Regions from separate parts of the Sus scrofa genome. Here region 1 is linked to region 2. The links are chromatin contacts, called in public HiChIP or PLAC-seq maps. All regions are on one chromosome and are shown on one strand. The core of a region is the stretch at or near the end of the contact, and the rest is flanking DNA. Distances in the headings are between cores, read along the strand shown.

Region 1 (6,065 bases), core at 1,747-4,246, 43 kb after region 2:
TATTTTTTTCTTCTTTTTACAGCCCTAGCATATAGAAGTTCCCAGGCTAGGGGTCAAATTGGAGCTGCAGCTGCTGGCCTACACCGCAGATGTGAGCCACATCTACCACCTACACCGAAGCTTGTGGCAACACCAGATCCTTAACCCACTGAGGCCAGGGATCGAACCCACATCCTCATGGACTCTATGTTGGAAATCACGTTGGGTTCTCAACTCAATAAGTCACTTAAGATAAGCCACAACGAGAACTTTGGCAACTCCCAATTCTGGTTTGCTTTTTTTAGAGTCTGGTAACTGGGAGGGCTTTCCTCCGCCCCCTTCAACACACATCCCGCAACTGGGCCTCAGTTTCCCTTTCTGAGGTGAAAGAGACTCATGGCCCTGGAAATAAGCCAAGAAGACAGAGCAGCTGCAGCTGAAAGCCTTTGCTGGCTACCCCAGCTCCGACCATGCCTGCTCCAGGGTCAAGGGCACATGAAACACCTCACCTTCCTGCCCCTCCCATCGGGTCCCTGTCGGATCAGAGGAAGGAGTGTCCTAATTAAGCAGCCTCATCTGGTCCCAGGGTACTGAAGTTAGCAGAAAGGACTTCATCCTCAGGGCCCACAGGGCCCCCAGAAAGGGGGGGCTGTAAGGAGAGGCAGGCTGGGACACCTAGTGTGGATCTGGAGCTCACCCCAGAAGCCCACCTTGACATCCCATCAAGGGAAGCCCAAGCTTCCCAGGGCTTGGTGTTCAGAAATCTTGAACCCCATCCCCACCTTGCCTCTCCTCTCTGCTCCCTGAGCAACCGCCCCCCCAACCTTGGAAAACAGGTCTGGAGAGGTGGCGGGGGGGGTGAGGGGGAGCAGGAGCAGGTGGCTGGCTCCTCTCATGCTTCAGAGAGGCCCTTGAGAACAACGCCCTTGGCCTGTACCCCCAGCGGTGAGTTACACAAACCACTTCTAGCGGCCCTGACAATCCTGTATTATTTTATATCCGCACGCTGAGGCTGAGAGAAGAGCAGCCCCCGTGTATTTTGCATCCCAGATCTTGGCTACCACCTCCAGGCTGGCCGAGGAAAGCCCCCCTGCCCACTCCCACAGCACACCCCCTTCTCCCCCACTACCCCCAGCTACCACCTGGAGGAGGAGCCGGGACTGGACTCTCACTGCAGGGTGGGAGCAGCAGGTGTCAAGGTTGGCAGGGCTTCTGCCCTCTCCATTCCACACCAAGCCCTCAGCGCACAGGTCTACTCCAGCCCTTGTGGAGTTAACCAACAGGGCAAGGAGCAGGACAAGAGGAATCGGAAGAAACTCCTTGCAGGAAGCAGCTGAAGCAGACCTGGGGAGCCATTGAGCAATGGGCTCGATGCAGAGCAGCCGGCTCTCTGTTCCCCAAACACTGGTTGGGAGGAGGAGGACCTTGACGTCCTGTTTGTGCCCACACCCCAGGCCAGAGGCCACTGCCTTCCTGCTCCCTGAACTGGGTGTCAGAGAATTCTCCGACTCCAAGAATCCCAGGACCTCAACATCCCAGGAGACCTTCAAGGTCAACCCTTCCAACCACATCCCAGCTCAGGAATCCTTACAAGCTGTTGTCCAGCCTCTGTCTAAACTCCCCCCCTCGACGGGATTCTCACTACCTTACAAGGCAGCCAGTTCTACTACGGACCCACCAGGCTTGCTGGAAAGCCCTTCATTAAACCGAGCTGAGCTTCCTTCATCAAACAAAAATCCATTCTGCCCCTTTGAGTCCTCCTCTGACGTCCTACTTTGCACACTGAGTGTTCCCAAATGCCGAAGCTTCAGCCACAGTCCACCGGCAATGAGAAGATGGTCACCGAACAGTAACTTCGTCTCTGAACTCCTCTGCACCCCACCCCACCCCAGCACCTCCCCACCCCAGCCACCAGCTCCCTGTGTTTACAGTTCTGGACCCCGCAGCCCCTATGGGGAGAGTCTGACCTGGAGTTTTGAGGGAAGTGAAGTATGAAGCTTGGGATAAGGGATCAGGAAGGAAAGCCGGACAGGTTCAAGGCCGGGGATTTGGAAGCAGAGGGTTCCCAGGTTGCCTCCCAAGACTTCTCAGCTCTGCATCAAAGTTCTGGCTCCTAGTCCTGCCTATTGAACTAGCTGAGACCCTCCTAGGCCCTGGCCCGTGGTATCCTCTACGGAAAGCAGAGTCAAGGCCAACCGCAAGCTGGATCCCAGCACTGATCCACTTCAGAGCTCTCCATCCAGCTCCTCATCCAGAGCCAGGTCCAAGGCCTCCCTCCTGCACCCCTAGGCCAGAGGGGTCAGAGCAGAGGGTGCCTTAGCTCTAGCAAGGTTTGAGGTGCTAGGGCAGCTCGAGGGTGGGGGAAACTGGAGGAGCTGCCAGCTGGCAGGGGTAGGAGCAACTTAAGGCCACGTCTGAGCCCAAGGGGTCCCCACCCGACCCAGGCAGCTTCAGGAAGGGGCCCAGCAGAGACCAAAGGAGAAAGGGTGCTCTCCCCACACCCTCATGAACCTCTGGGCTTGGCTGTGCCACATGAAAGGGACGCTGAGGCTTCCAGAATAGAAGCCCCTGTCCCCAAAGACTCCGGCATCCTCATTTCCAGTGCCCCCCTTAGCCTCACCCCACAACCTCCTGTCCTGCCCTCCCAGACTAACTCCTTCCCTACCCAGCACCCATCCTGTCCCCTAACTCCATCCCACCCCCTGCAGGGAGCCCAGCCCGACTGGGAGCTCAGCAGGCTTCTCTTGGTCACCCCTTGGTCACCACCCTCCCCGTTTCCTCTTCGAAGACAGTAGTTAACCTAAAAACATCTGGGCGGGCAGTCCTGGCCCTGGTCCTGAACTTGGGGACTGGGGCGGGGGGTAGGGGTGGGGGGACAGACGCCGAGGTTGGCCCTGCATGGATGCTCCAGCAGGAACAACTGGCAGGCAGGGTATCAGAGGGTCTGGGCAGGAGGCGAGCAGTGAGGAGTGAGGAAGGGGAGGGGGAAAGGCAGCTGCATGTGTCTGTTCATTAACCACCTGGATTAGCTATTTCTGCCCAGAGGGGTCAGGAAGGAGTAAGAGCGCTGGCTGGGGGAGGGCAGCAGTGGGAACACATGCCAGCCTGTGCCCATGGGCAAAGGCGCATGGACACACGCTGAGGGGCATAAGGCAGGGGGCCCGGACCTTTCCAGGCCTGCCAAACTCTCCACCGCAGCTGCCTCTTGGTTGATGAGGGATGGGAGTAAGACGAGCCCTAAGGGGAGGATGGTGCCCAGTAACAGCTCCATCCCGTGGCGGGGAAAGGAGGGAAGGGGGCAAGAATGCCCACACCTGTGCCCTGGTCTTCTCCCCCAGGCAGTCCAATGATGGCAGGCAGGTAGAGGAAGGGACCCTAGCGACTCGAGACCGCAGCCTCCCCCAACCTTGGTCAGTTCGTCCCTCCCCACTCACCCCTGCTGGCCTCAGTCTCAAGCAGCCAGAGACACACAACTTCTCCAGCAAACAAAACTCCTTCTGACTGGTCTCTCCCCTGAGCAGGGACAACCGCGCCCCAGACATCGCTGCCAGAACCAGACGCTGACCTCAGGGATGGACAGGTTGGTCCGGAGGGGCTACCTAGCCCAGAGGCTTGTGACCAGACGGGCTGACCTCCCTCCTCCCCTAACTTACGCCCTGATCGGAGGTCCTGACAGCATCAGGGCCAAGAGCGAGAGCGTCTCTCTCACGCCAGCACGCACACCCGACGCCACACTCACCTTTCCGGCAGAGGAGCCACTGGGTGGGGTGGGTGTCTGGGCTCACAGGACGGGGGCAGTGGGCAGTGAGGGGGCAGCGGCTGTGGCTGGCAAGAAGCTGGTTGCCGAGAGGAGGGTGCGAGTGAGCCTTGTGTCCGGGCGGGCGGGGAGCAGGCACAGGCAGCGGAGCTGGTCCCAGGGCCACTGCTGGGAGCAACTGAACGAGGGCGCTGCTCGCCCGGCTCCCTCCCCTGGCAGCCGGCGGGCCGGGCTATTGGGCGCACCGCCTCCTTCCCCCATCCCCGGCTCCGGCCAGCGGTCCGCCCCGCCGCCTCCTTTAACCCCTGAAGCACTCAGCCAGGGCCCTTACGCCCAGCTCCCCGGCTCCAGCTCCCCGCTCGCTGGCTTGGTGGCAGGGCACATATGCCTGGGCATGGCATGCCAAGAAGAGTGCCCTCCCCCTTCGGCCACTGGCTCAGCTGCCTCCCTGGGGACCCTCAGGGAGGGGCGGAGGGCTTTCGGAGCAGAGGTGGGGGAAGAGGGCAGGATGCCAAGAGGTCCAGGACCCCACGGAAGAAACACTGCTGGAGAGAAATGGCCCGAGGATGAGTGGGTGGAGAAGGATGGTTGGTGAGACAATAATAATAACTGCAACTCCCAACTTTGGGAAACTGCTCTGCTTCCTGCTGTTTCCAACTCATTTTGTGACTGGAGATCTTACTCTGAACCCGTTTCTCCCCTTATCTGTCAAATGTGGGGTAAAAATCCTTGCTTTTTTCCTCTGGGCTGAGTTAAGCTATTTGTGACTATATATTCAAACGTGATTTGAATTGAACTCTAGTTAATAAAATGCATGTTCCAAGTCTCTTTGAAACACATCAAAAAAAAAAAAAAGATTGATGGAGAGATAGAAACGTGTTAAAGCAAATACAGTGTTCAGTACAGAATCAGGGCACTTGTCATATTATACTTTCAACTATTTCATATGTTAAAAAAAAAATTACAATTGAAACTACTGGGGGAGGAGTTCCCTCTGTGGCACAACGAGATGAGCAGTGTCTTGGGAGCAGTGGGTCTCAGGTTTGATCCCAGCCCAGCACAGTGGGTTAAGGATCCTGCTGCGGGTTGGATCAGAAATTGCAGCTCAGATCTGATCCCTGGCCCAGGAACTCCATATGCTGCAGAGCAGCCAAAAAAAAAAAAAAAAAAACTGGGGGAAATGCAATTTGAAAAGTTTAGAGTGCCATAACATGATAAAAGTATAGAAGCAGAAAGGGTTATTTTGAGGGGAAGAGAAAAGTCATTTGCAGCACACCTATTTGTATGCCTGGCACTTAAAAGAATATTCTCTCTCTCACTTAATCTTTCAATCTCTCTCTCTTGTTTTCACCGAAGAAAGTGACCTTGGAGCGGTTAGCTGACTTGTCCAAGACCACACAGGATGGCGTGGAGCAGGAACTCTGATCCTACGGGCCGGCTCTGGAGCCAAGCTCCCCACCACTCAGCCCTCCAGAGATGAAAAGGCCATTCTCTTTGCCATCTGGGCCACCTTCCTGTGAGGTCCCGGGCCAGTGACCCGCATGTCTGAGCCTCCTCAGTTTCCCCTGCTGTCCAATGAGTTTGGATCCAAAGATCTTCCAGATCTTTTCTGGTTATGTTCACTAATTTTATGAATCCAGCCAAACCCTTCCCCAGGCTTCAATTTTCCAGAGAGGAAAAGTGACAGGGGAGACCCAGGAGGAATAAATGGCCTCGGCAAAGATTTGGTGGCATCTGGGGCCAGCGTCACAGAGATGTCAACAGGTTAGAGGGCTGCTCCCCCCACCATCATGAGTGACAATGGAGCCCAGGAGGATGCGGGGGAGGGGCACCCTCTCAGGATCTTATGTGGGGAGGGTGGGGATAGAGGCCCCACTGCATCCACCCCCTGCTCCTGCCTCTGCAGCAAGATGACCTCATCTCCTCCCAGATGGGAAGAGTCTGGCCTCCCAGATCCCAAATTCCAGCATCTCACAACCTACCAGCCTTGACAGTGGCCTCAGCCTGTGACCAGAGATGGGAAAAACCTGGCCTCTCTGAAACTGCATAAGGAAACCCTGCCCAGGCCTCCTTGGCCCCAACTCTGGGGCAAAGTGGTCTCCAAATGGCCCTATCCTGCCTCACCCTCATACCCACTGCAGCCCAGGGGCAGCCGGGGGTTTGAGCAAGCCCTGGTGAGGGGAGGGAACTGAGGATTCTACAACAGCCATCTAGGCTCATCCAGAGGTGGGTTGGGGAGCCGCTGTAAAAGTGGAACCTTCCCCCAGGTCATGGATTAGCAGAAGTGTCATCCTCTCCACGGCTTCCTTCCACCCCCGACACACTATCA
Region 2 (5,768 bases), core at 604-3,103:
GCTGAGCTGCCGCCACAGCCACAGCCACAGCAACACCAGATCTGAGCCACGTCTGCGACTACACCACAGCTCACAACAATGTCAGATCCTTAACCCACTGAGCAAGACCAGGGATCGAACCCGCATCCTCATAGATACTAGTTGGGTTCATTACCACTGAGCCACAGTGGGACTCCTAGAGATGGTAAGCATGAAAGAAGGAAAGATGGGAGCGCTGGCACCCCTCTGCCCAGCTCTGAACATTTCTCCTCCAACCACCAGCAGCCCCTATGCCTCTCCTTTAAAGCAGCAACACCGGTCATTCAATCCAAAGTTTTGAGACAAGAAGCAGCTGGGCGTGGCGTGTACCATCTGAGATCAGGGCTAGACAGCAAATCATGTTTCTGAGGACTCACTGCTCCTTGTCTGTTATCCTAACCCGCTCCCACCTCTAGGGTTGCTGACTTGTAGAAAAGTAGGCAAATGGACCCAAGCTAGTACCCAAAACACCCCAGGGCAACCTGATGGCACATGATGAAAGCGCGAGATCCAGTTCAGAGTCCCACAGCATCCTGCTGGGCAGCCTTGAGATTAACTGAATGCTCTGAGCCTTTGTAATATCGTAAGTAAGATGGGATGATCCTTATGAGCTTGTGTGAAGAGTACAAGGAATTATACGTGAGTTCCCATCGTGGCGCAGCAGAAACAAATCTGACCAGTATCCATGACGATACAGGTTCGATCCCTGGTCTCGCTCAGTGGGCTAAGGATACAGCGTTGCCATGAGCTGTGGTAAAGGTGCAGATGCAGCTCAGATCCCACATTGCTGTGGCTGTTGGGTAGGCCAGCAGCCGCAGCTCCGATGTGACCCCTAGCCTGGGAACTACCATATGCCGCACCTGTGGCCCTAAAGAAAAGCAAAAAAAAAAAAGAATTACGCACATGAGGCGCTTACATGTTGTTACTGTTACTACATCAAGTACAATTAAAAGGGGAAAGATACAAACACAACATTCACTCCTATGGAAAAGCAAAGCCCTGCATCAACAGCTGCCCCCCCACCCCCGATCCTTTTCAGCCACCTCACTCAATGCAGAATCTGACACCCAACCTGTCCATTCCCAGGCCCAGCCAGAGTCCTCTGAATTCAATGGCACTCTTCAGACAAACTCCCCGAAACCGGCCTTCCCTGACCATCAAGTTGCATCCACATCTTGGAAGAGGCTGGACCACAGTCCACCAAGAAGAGGAGAAACCGAAGCCACAGTGACTCACCCCCAAGTCCTGATGCCTGGCAGAGTTCACCCCTAGGCTCCGGGCTGGGCCCCTGGAGCCCCGAGAAGAGAAGCTCCCTTCAGCCATCTCCAGGCCCGGAAGCACCTACGAGGTGGGGGCGAGTTGGCTGTACAGCCCAGCTCCCAACTGAGCCCCAAGTCAGGGCAGCCCTGCTCAGAAAAGGGTTCTCCATCCAGCCTCTGGTCAGAAGGCTGTGGCCAGAGTCCCCTCTGCCTGGGCGGCCACCCAGCTCTGAACAGCTCAGCCTTGGACGAAGCAGCAGGAGGAAACAGCCAAGTGGGGCTGTCGGGGCGGAAAGTTTCTCTGTCGCCACAGCTCTCCTGGCCCTGAGGACTTGGGTTGGCATGAGTCAGGCTTTGGGGGTGGAGGAGGTGCGAGGGAGGGGGCGGTAAGGAGGGGTTGAGCTGTATTTGGTTTTCAAGACCCAAACCAGGCTGTTTCAAAACGACCCACCCAGAGGGACGCAGAAACCCAACACTCCATCCGTCTCCATTCTGCTGATCCCTGATGAGGAGCCACTGAAACTCCCCAGGCCCCAGGCCCTGCTCCAGGCCCCGGGGCCACCCTGCTATAAATAGCCCCTCGGGTTCCGGCGACTGCTTGATCCACAGCCATGTTTGGAGGAGGCCACCACAGCTGCTTCGAACAACTGGAAGCCACCACCAGAGCCAAGGCTGGAGGTGCGGCCAGGACCACGGGGCCAGGCTTAGGGAGCCGCAGGGAGACAATGGGATATTGAGACCGGCTTGGCAAGGGGACCTGGGAGCCGATGGGACCCTAGGGGAGCCTCCACGGGCACAGGGGCGAGAAGGATGCGCGGGGCGGGAGCGCCGGCTCCTGCTTCCCCACCCCTCTCCTCAATGTTACAACACTCCACATTCCTCCGCCTCCCCACCCCAAAAAAGCCAAGGAAGATAAATAAAAACTTGGCCCCAACCGAGTCTGGCCATGGCCACACTGCCTCCAGAGGTGATAAGACAAAGTCCAAGCCGGCTCTGCTCTGCCGAGCCAGCCAGGGAAGGGGAGGCCGGGGAGGAAGCTGCCCTGGACGGTGACCCCAGCGGGGAGGATGGAGATGAACAGCTGGACGGTCATCTCCCGATGAATCATTGGGCCGCCCCCTAACTGACAGGGCTTCCTGTTTTCTGCAAAGTTTGGGGGCATGTGACACTCGCTAGCAGAAAGCAGACGTGCACAGGTAACACGTCCGAGGGTTGGTGGCAGAGTCACAGGGAGAACCGGGGAACCACCAAGGGGCTGGGGGCGGGGGCGCATGAGTAACACAACCTGATGCTCCAAGAAATACAGTGACCTCACACACGCCAGGCGAGAGACAGCGCCTCCTGCGGCTGCCTAATCCCGAGGGCCTTTTTCAAGAGGGACACGGGCCTCTCTGCTCCCCATCGTCATGCACATGGAGTGGCACCAGCCGTGCGCAAGGTCCCTACGGTCTGTGAAGGCAGGTGCTCCTCCACGGAGCCAGGGTGAGAAGCAGCCACTTGGTCTCACTGACCCATCTGTCAATGGGTACAGCAGAGTCTCGGGTGATTTCTCTGCTCCATTTAGAGCCTCTGGGAAAAACCACCAGAGGGCTTTGTAAAGAGTACTGGAAAGAGTTTATTTCATCAAGGCAAGCAAGCTCTCTGGCTGCCTGTAATCCCATTCCTTTCCTCACTGGGGCTCTCAAAGCCCTTTACACACTCAGCTTTGAACTTCCCTATCCTTCCCCAGACAGGGATGGATAATAGGACTTTTGATCCACCTCCCTAGGCACCAAGAATCTGCCCTATCATCATCACCAACACACAGTCTTTCCTCTGCTTAAACGACACTGGGAAAGGAAATTCCACAGCCTTCCCCAAACAGTGTCTTACTTCTCTTATTATCGGGCAGTTCCTCCTGGTATCTAACCCTCACCCTTCCTGCTGCAGATTCAGCGAACTCTGTTGGCCTTGGTCCTCGCTGCAGGCGAGAGCTGCTGACCACTGCTCAGACACTCCAGAGCAGCTCAAGATCCATGTCCCCACCCCCCGGCTCCATTTTTCACCCTCTTCTTCCCCACCCTGCAGCACAGCGGGAACCCCAGGATCTGGGTGGGGTTGGTTTGGAGCAACGACTGCGTGGGAAGAGTCCTGCCTTCCTTTGAGGTCCACAGACCAAACACAACAGCCCTGGACCAAAAGAAAAGCTGTTTCCTGAGCCCCAGTCCCCAGGGGGCACAGTTGGGAGGAGGGTCTGGAAGCGACACCCGGAGCCACGTCAGGCAGCCAGAGACTGGTGACCAGTCTATGACAGACACCCTTCCCATCCCTGTGTCTCTTCTGGGGGCTGTGGCCACCCCCACCCCTCTGCAGCAGCCCCTCCAGCCCCTCCAGCCACACCTCTTCCTCTGTCCTTCCTGCCCACCGGCCCGGATTTTTCCAAAACAAAGTGCGACACAGCACACCAGCCACAAACTGCAACACATCAACCTCATTGGAGGAAAACAGCCATTCCTGCCCTGTGAGTCCCGGGCCGCGGGCCAGAGACAGGAAAACAGCTCAACAAACAGGCACATTATCACAGCAGCAGGCTCAGGGCAGCAACCACGCTGCCTTGAAAACGGGTGTCCTCACCCGGGGATGACTGCAGGAGAGCCTAGTGGCTGGGCAGGGGACCAACTCAGGGACCTTGGGGTCGCCCAACCTGGAACAGGTGTCTGAGAATCTCAAAAGGTACGTTTGCTCTCCCTCTTTGCAGCGCCAGGGCCATTCTGGAATTTGCTCACTTGCTTAGCCTTTGAGGAACTTCAACTAAACTAACTAGACCCAAATTCATTTTGTCCCTCCTCCCATATCCAGATATGACACCCCCCCACACCCCTGACACACACAGACACACACACTTTCAGCCCAGATCAACAGAATCTTCTCAAAAGAAAAAAAAGAAAAAAAAAAAGCCTCTAATCGCAACTAAGCGGCAACCTCTTTCTTCCCCAAGACCAAGGTCATACACACCCTCACGTCAAAAAGTTCTTCTTGATGTCTACCTTCACTCTCTCTTGCTGCAGCTTTACCTGTAGGATCTGCCCGGCCCTGGCTGGGGTTGTAAGGTGCCGCTGTTCTAGGGCTGGGCTAGACCATTGGCTCAGAGGCTTAGTTCAGATATCATCAGCCACCCTGTCTCCTGGTCAATGGTCAGGAGTCCTGGAAACTCCAGATCCAGGCAGTGGTTCCAGGATGGGATGGAGAAGACATTTCATGGAGTCAGTGGGCCCCTCCAAGCCTCTGGTTCCTCATCTATAAAACGCGGCCACACCATCTGCCACAGCAAGACGTCACGTGGATCAAAAAATATCCAGCCCAGCTCCTGGCCCTTAGCCAAAATAACAGCAAGAAGAATGGCCAAGATTTACTGAGCACCTATTATATGCTCTGTGTGTATCAAGCTAGTTAATTCTTAGCAGTAGGTACACAAAAGATTAATTTCTCCCCTACACCCCAGCCCCAGAAATGTCACAAACTCAGACAAGGGTCCCTCCCCAGCATGTGCATCTGTGCCCGGGGGGCCCCCCCGCACATACCTTGAACAGAGCCTTCCCCACTAATTTGAGAGGCATTGTCCTCTCTCCTCCTGGACACCTCCGGGACGCCTCCGACTTGCAGGGCTGGCCTCGCGGGGCTGGCCCAGGGCAATGTGGCCAGGTGGTGGGCTCACCACAGACAGAAGTGCGGCTGCCTGCAGGAGCCCAGAGCCTCCCTCCCAGGCCCTCCCCGCGGTGGGTCAGGCAGCTGTCAGATGATAGGGCCTCATGCCATCAACAGCTCCCCCTGTGCCAACCGCCAAAACCACTCCCTGTTCCTCTGCTGATCAGGGCGGGTGAGGATGGAGAGGCCAGCAGAGGGGCGAACTGTCAGAGAAGGGTGGGGAAGAAAGAGAAGGGCCCCCCCCCTTTGCCGGGTGGGGAAGAAAGAGAAGGGCCCCCCCCTTTGGCCCCTGGAGTGTGAAGACAAGCCCAGACACGAGCATGGCTCAAAGTAAGGTCCAGGGAAGCCCCTCTTTCCTTCCCTGGGGTCCTTCTGCATAAGGGTCCTCCTGAATCAATGCATTTGGCCATTTTCTTTCTTTCTTTCTTTTCTTTCCTTTTTTTTTTTTTTTTTTTAGGGCTGTACCCACAACATATGGAAATTCCCAGTCTAGGGGTCCAAATGGAGCTGCAGCTGCTGGCCTACACCACAGCCACAGCAACGCTGGATCTGAGCCTCATCTTCAACCTACACCACAGCTTATGGCAATGCCAGATCCTGAACCCACTGAGTGAGGCCAGGGATCGAGCCCACATCCTCATAGGTACTAGTCAGGTTCATTACCGCTGAGCCACAGTGGAAACTCTTAGGCCATTTTCAAAGCCTCCTCTCTCCAGAGAAGCAGGGCCTGCAATTCCCCAAGGGCTGATGAGCCCCCAGGAGACCCTCTTCATCTCTGCCCTTAGTCCCTCTTGCTGTGGTATTGCC

Evidence for each region. HiChIP or PLAC-seq counts read pairs in DNA pulled down with a chosen protein or histone mark.
Region 1: an H3K27ac HiChIP or PLAC-seq map of skeletal muscle shows a contact between it and region 2. The contact joins two enhancer-like sites. A contact is called at or near these places in 1 of 5 promoter capture datasets (liver), 10 of 47 Hi-C or Micro-C datasets (embryonic fibroblasts, heart right ventricle, liver and 4 more) and 2 of 2 datasets of contacts at active chromatin or transcription factors (alveolar macrophages and skeletal muscle).

The regions. Positions count from the first base shown.
Region 1 is chr15:120,092,030-120,098,094 of Sscrofa11.1, forward strand. The region is part of intron 2 of TNS1 (tensin-1); the gene reads right to left. Among named protein-coding and RNA genes, the nearest start is that of TNS1, 49 kb to the right of the region's middle. Within about 2 kb of position 2,997, at least 35 of the 83 cell types and tissues checked have an H3K27ac peak or open chromatin away from gene starts, as enhancers often do. A contact at or near this core is called in liver, mesenteric adipose tissue, retroperitoneal adipose tissue and 2 more, where this site is marked.
Region 2 is chr15:120,049,853-120,055,620 of Sscrofa11.1, forward strand. The region is part of intron 5 of TNS1 (tensin-1); the gene reads right to left. Among named protein-coding and RNA genes, the nearest start is that of TNS1, 91 kb to the right of the region's middle. Within about 2 kb of position 1,854, at least 38 of the 83 cell types and tissues checked have an H3K27ac peak or open chromatin away from gene starts, as enhancers often do. A contact at or near this core is called in liver, mesenteric adipose tissue, retroperitoneal adipose tissue and 2 more, where this site is marked.